Linked DNA regions of Mus musculus: region 1 is linked to region 2. The links are chromatin contacts, called in public Hi-C maps. All regions are on one chromosome and are shown on one strand. The core of a region is the stretch at or near the end of the contact, and the rest is flanking DNA. Distances in the headings are between cores, read along the strand shown.

What was found. Hi-C and Micro-C count contacts between places; a contact is called where the count stands out from the background.
Region 1: a Hi-C map of embryonic fibroblasts shows a contact between it and region 2, with 2.0 times the contacts expected there. The contact joins two enhancer-like sites. A contact is called at or near these places in 9 of 484 Hi-C or Micro-C datasets (3T3-L1-derived adipocytes, the Patski cell line, brown adipocytes and 4 more), 1 of 115 datasets of contacts at active chromatin or transcription factors (vascular smooth muscle cells) and 1 of 9 other capture datasets (embryonic stem cells).

Annotation. Positions count from the first base shown.
Region 1 is chr15:61,308,025-61,311,066 of GRCm38.p6, reverse strand. The region is part of intron 4 of Gm29904 (a long non-coding RNA gene); the gene reads right to left. Among named protein-coding and RNA genes, the nearest start is that of Gm29904, 21 kb to the right of the region's middle. Within about 2 kb of position 1,411, at least 40 of the 459 cell types and tissues checked have an H3K27ac peak or open chromatin away from gene starts, as enhancers often do. A contact at or near this core is called in brown adipocytes and embryonic fibroblasts, where this site is marked.
Region 2 is chr15:61,164,670-61,167,728 of GRCm38.p6, reverse strand. It overlaps Gm38563 (a long non-coding RNA gene), which reads right to left. Exons shown (of 3, transcript XR_875374.2): 3 at 766-2,295. Among named protein-coding and RNA genes, the nearest start is that of Gm38563, 9.0 kb to the right of the region's middle. Within about 2 kb of position 1,793, at least 18 of the 459 cell types and tissues checked have an H3K27ac peak or open chromatin away from gene starts, as enhancers often do. A contact at or near this core is called in brown adipocytes and embryonic fibroblasts, where this site is marked.

The DNA of each region.
Region 1 (3,042 bases), core at 162-2,661, 140 kb before region 2:
AGTTTATTGTGCTGATGGCTGCTCAGCTCTGTGGGCCCAGGAAACTCCACAGGTCATTTCATTCAGAAGAGGGAGACCACACAATATGTGTCACACCTGAATGTAGCTTTTAAAAGAGCAAGATGGATAAAGCCTACATGTGCAACGTGTATCTCATGGGTCCTCTTTGTTTTTTCACTTAATTTAAACTGCACACATTCTTATACAGGCATATATGGCCATTGGAGAAGCTGTGAAGAATCTCTAGACCCATAATCTCTAAACTCCAAGAACAAAACTCAGCATCACCTTAGAAACGTGGACAATGAATGGTTCATCTGCCACAAGCTCTGCAGATGGGAGATTTGCTTCTAGGGGACCATGTACACAGGGGGCAGAGCTTCAGTACTCTGAGACTTCAGACTTCAGTTCCCACCCACATTTGGACTTTCCTTACTGTTTGTTATACATTTTCTTCTCCAAGGCTCTTCGGGGAAAAGTGCCATATATGTGTCTTCTCCCAATCTCTTCTGAATCAGAACCACTGCATATCCCAAATCTCTTCAGGCACTGGAGGGTACAGAACATACTGAATAATGCATTTTATCCTCAGGCTACTTGAAAGGGACTCAGCTTAATGCAGTAGAAATTTTTCACATGATTCATTCTGGAGCCACTGATCAAAAGTAAGGGTAATGAGAACAGGTGAGCTCAGGTGATTGGTATCTTTCAAGGGACAGTGAACAAAATTCCCATTACTAGGAAAAAGAAAGAATAATGAAGTCAAGTGCCAGACAGGCAGAGCAACCTTTTCCTCCATTTAGGGTTTGGAATAAATTTCATTATGGTCCCTTGTAAGCCTGTCTAAATGAATTCTGGGACATTGCATCGTGTTTCTGGGGCTGTGCTGATAGAGCCTTGTGGTCTAGGTGAATGAGACAGACAAGGAATGAAACTGACAGGGCCAAGGAAATAGTATACGTCTCTCAGAGACACGGCAGTGGGGAAGAAAGTTAGACTTCATCAGACAGACAGAAGGTGATTCTCATAGAGCTCAGGCATACACACACATCCCTTGGAGTAAGCACTTGGTTTCACTTGGCTCCTGTGCCAGTCAAAATGCCCCCTTGGCACTGGATAAAATAAAATAAAGAAGGCAGACATAAATGCCAAAACAAATTCATGCACAGAATGACCTTCCAAATGCTTCAAGGCCCAGCTAAGCTGCCCTCTACCAAATGAATTGAAAGGGCAAAGGGAAAAAATACATTTATAATTTTACTTCAACTAGAAAGATCTTTAAAATAGCTGAGGTAATAAAATATCTGTCACTTTCTTCTTTCTGGTGGTGACCTACCACTCAATGATCAGCTCATAGGGAACAAAGCACATCATACAGATTTTTCTCCTATTGCTTCATAAGGCTATTTTGAAATGCATACCATTGTCTTCACTCATGCTTGAAGAAATACGTTGAGGTTAAAGTGAATGGCCAAGTCTCACTGGGGGGAATCGAGCCGAACACTTGTACTTCACTTTGATCAAAAGTTTATTTCACTTTTAACAACTAAGACAATGCTTTGTGTTTATGTTAGAATATGTAAACTCCATTTGATACTTCTAAAACGTCAGTGTCTTTTTCCTCCTCCCTGCTTTGTTTGATGTCAAAATAGTCCTTGTCCAGGATGGTTGCTTGATGCAAAATAGATTAAATAAATTGTTTTAAGAACATTTTCTGTAGCTTTAATTTAATGGAGGTCTAAAAGATTTAGTGCACAAAACTATATTCTAAGTCTAGAGATATGAAAACTCAGGGAGCTTTTCAGACGAATCAGCTCTTCATTGTATTCAACTTGAATGTTTAACCCAAGAGTCATGCATTCAAGTTCCCAGGGCCACCTGCCAAGGAATACAGGGAGTTTTACATAACCTCAAGAGGCATGGCTAGGTCCAAGGACAACTGGAGAAAGGAAAGCCTCCTGTCACCAGATCTATTGCATCATGTCAGCAGTGGAAAGGGAACGCAATAGTGCTGTTCTCGTTCCAGCAGGAGACTTCAGCAGAAATCCACTGTAAGGGAGAGAGATGCCCACACATTTGTCCTAGATGCCCAAAGTACAGATAGGACTAACATCCAGAGCATTGCCCACGGAGAGATTGGAACAAGTTCAACACAAAAAGGCTTTCCATAACACTCCTGTTCTGTTTGTTAAAGAAGGCATCCCCATGTAGATTTGTACAGCCAGTTTGGAAATCAACATGGTAGTTTCTCAGAAAATGAGAAATTGATCTACCTCACGACCTAGCTATACCACTCCTGGGCATATACCCAAAGGATGCTTTATGATACTACAAAGACACTTTCTCAGCTATGTCCATAGCAGCTTTATTCATAATAGCCAAAACTGGGAAACAACATACATGTCCCTTGACTGAAAAGTGAATAAAGAAAAAGTGACACATTTATATAATAGAGTATTACTCAGACATTTAAAAAAGTGAAATCATGATATCTACTGGCAAATGGATAGAACTAGAAAAAAAATCATCCTTAATGAGGTAACTGAGATCCAGAGAGACAATCATGGTATATACTCACCTACATGTGGATATTAGTTGTAAAGGAAAGAATAATCATGCTACAATCCACAGACCAGAGAGGCTAAGTAACAAGAAATGCTCAAAGGGGTTGGAGAGACGTGGATCTCCCTGGGAAGTGAAAATAAAAGAGATTACACAGGTGGTATGGTGGCAGGTTGGGAATGGGAACAAGAGGGATCAAGTGGTACAGGGAGAGAGTACTGGGAGAAATGACTGGAATTAGTGGTTGAGGCATTTCATGGGCATGGTAGAAACCTAGTGCAATAGAAATTCCCTTGAACCTACAAGGCTGACCCTATTGAAGACTTCTAATAATGGGGAATATGGAACCTGAACTGGCCATCTTCTCTGACAAGGCAAGGCTTCTAGTGGAGGGATTGGAGCTACCCAACCACAAAATCTTCAACCTACAATTTGTCCTGCCTACAAAAATGGGCTGGGATAAATGAGGTATAGAACTTG
Region 2 (3,059 bases), core at 544-3,043:
CAGGAGCTGATGCAGAGGCCATGGACAGATGTTCTTTACTGGCTTGCCCAGCCTGCTCTCTTATAGAACCAAGACTACCAGCCCAGAGATGGTCCCACCCACAAGGGGCCTTTCCCCCTTGATCACTAATTGAGAAAATGCCTTAGTGTTGAATCTCATGGAGGCATTTCCTCAACTGAAGCTCCTTTCTCTGTGATACTCCAGCTGTGTCAAGTTGACACAAAACTAGCCAGTACAGTCACCATGCTTCCTGACATACTGATAATGAGCTAAATCTCTTAACTGGGAGCTATCTTTAATAAAATGGTTCCTTATAAGAGTTGCCATGATCAGGTGCAGGGTACAATCATACCAGGCTCCTGTCAGCAAGAGCTTCTTGGCATCAGCAATAGTGTTGGGGTTTGGTGTCTGCAGATGAGATGGATCCTTAGGTTGGGTGGTCTCTGGGTAGCCTTTCCTTCCTTCAGTCTCTGCTCTACTCTTTGTCCCTGCCTTTCCTTTAGACAGAAACAATTCTGGGGTAAATTTTTTGAGATGGGTGAGCTCGATACATCAACTGGGGGTTCTGCCTATTGATTCCCCAGCATAGTTGGACACTAGAGTGGTGAGGCGTGTGTGGGAGAGTGGGTGTTCGAGCACCCTCATAAGGGCAAAGGGGAGGGAGAATGGGATGGAGTGGGTTGGCAGGGTACTGGGAAGGGGGATATCATTTGAAATGTAAACAAATCAAGTGATTAATAAAAGAAAGAAGAAAAAGAGTTGCCCTGGTCAAGGAGTTTCTTCACAGCAATAGAAAGCCTAAGAGAATTTTCAAGTAAAAATAGTTTGGGGACATTCAATACAGACTTCATTCAAGTCAGGGTACACAGAAGCCACAAGAATACTGTTTAGAATCTTGGAGACCTGGAGCAAGAGAATGGCTTCCTGTATGGATAAAGTAGGCTTACTATTGATGATTCCTTCAGTGTATAGTAAGCCTCAAATCAAGGAAAGCATGGAACACATCCCTTAACCCCAGGCTTTCCTTCTCTCTGTTTTCACAGCCGAAGCACAGCAACTAGGGAACTGATGATGCCAAGCCTGCCAAGCAATAGCACTGGATGGAGAAGGATGGCAAGTGGCTCTAGAATGGCAATGAAAAATGCAGTACCCAGGAAATGAGCATAAAAACATTCAGAAATCAATGAACTGAATAGGTTTTTGTGAATTAGAGTCCATATGAGAACATATATATAGAGAGCAAGAAAGAGAGGAAAAGATTATGAACCTGGGACTTCTAGCTGAAGTCATGAGGATCGTTGTGGTACACTTGATTTAGGAGTGGTAAACATGGGAAACTAGATTCTTAAGGAGGTGTTCATGACTCAGAAGTATGTTGATATAAGATACATGTTGATTAAAGAGCACCCCAGTGCAAATGCCAGCTGGGCAGGTGAGTGAAACAAACCATATCTCAAGGACACGTGTAGGCTCCAGAAATGCATTTGAGAGTTGTCAGCACATGCATGGTGCCTAATGAGATGATAATGGCTACTAACTAGAGGGAGTGTGTAAGAAAAATCAAGAAGACAGCCTACCTCCTGCTTCTTCGATCAGTTGAGAAGTAGCTATTACGGAAATTCGAGGAAGAAGAAAACAGAAGGAACCCTTAGGCATGCAGGATGTCAGAAAGTCCTAAGGAAAGAACATTATTGAAGGAAGGGGTGGAACAATCATGAAGAATGCACAGCTGAAGCTGTGACTCTTCAGTAAGTGGGAAAGGGAGGAGGCCTGGTTAGAATGAGCTGTCCACCAACAAAAGTGATAACGAGTTACTGTGTTCCCTCTCTCACTAAATAAAAGAAAGTTAATGCTGACACGTTATGTCAGCAGTTCGCAACCTCTGTGTCATGACACCTTTGCAGGCAAAGGATCCTTACACGGGGGTGACCTAAGACCATCACATACATTTACATTACATTACAATTCGTAGCAATAGGAAAATTACAGTTTTAAAATAGCAACAAAATAACTTTATGGTTGGGGGTCACCACCACCCGAGGAACTGTATTAATGGGTTGCTACATTAGAAAGGCTGAGAACTACTAATTTAAGTTAAACTCATGTCTACAGATATGAATGCAGGTCTTGGATTCCACGGGCCATGTCTTTTCCTCATTGCTGAGTAATTTTCCAGTTCTGTGATTCATACTGCACGGAGTGTAGTTATACAGTAACTTTCCAGTGGGCCTCTCACCCCAGGGATTTGCCATGTCTGACCTTCTCTTAGGCAAAAGATGAAGAAAATTTCTCATCCTAAGGAGGGAAAGAAAAAAAAAAAAGAACATAACCTAAATGGCAAGATATTAATCTTGAGACCATTTACAGGGAGGTGTTAAGTGGCCCCGTTGGCATTAACAGCAGTAAGCTTCGAATATCACTTGTACAGCAAGCTGCTTAGCTCTGCAGATAGCAAGTCACAGCAGGCCTTCTTGGGTTGCAAATATAGTCACTCTGTTTGCCAATTAACTCTTTCCCACATTGTGTTTTATATAACCAGCCAGGAAGCTTTTGCTTCGACAGCAGAATCTGCTGGCAAATGGTACTGTCCTGGGAATTGAAGTGATGCGACAGTAGCCACGGCAGTGGTCAAAGGGGACAGGAGAAATCATGGAGAAACAGTCATTAGTGAGCCAGAGCCTCCTGAGGCTTGCTTTTCTCTGGAATAAGTGTCCATATCCTCTCAGCTTCCAATCAGGCAGGGTAATGGACAAGACATTGCTCCTTTATCTTGAGAAAATGTAGCATGTCCAAGTTATTATAAACAAGCTACAAGGAGATTCTGTGATTTCCCAACTACACTGTCTGCTGTCCTTTTGTGCATCTTGCTGTTTTTTAAAACAGATTTCAGGAGGAGCAGGTGGCTGGATCTGTGTCCTGACCCCTTAGTATGTGACACGAAGGCTCCATGACTTCCTGCTTCTTGTCCCTTCAGCCGAACTTGGCAGGACTGACCAGCCCTCCTCATAAACGACTGAGTCTGTCTCTTCCATTCTTCCCTCATTATGATTTCTCACTCT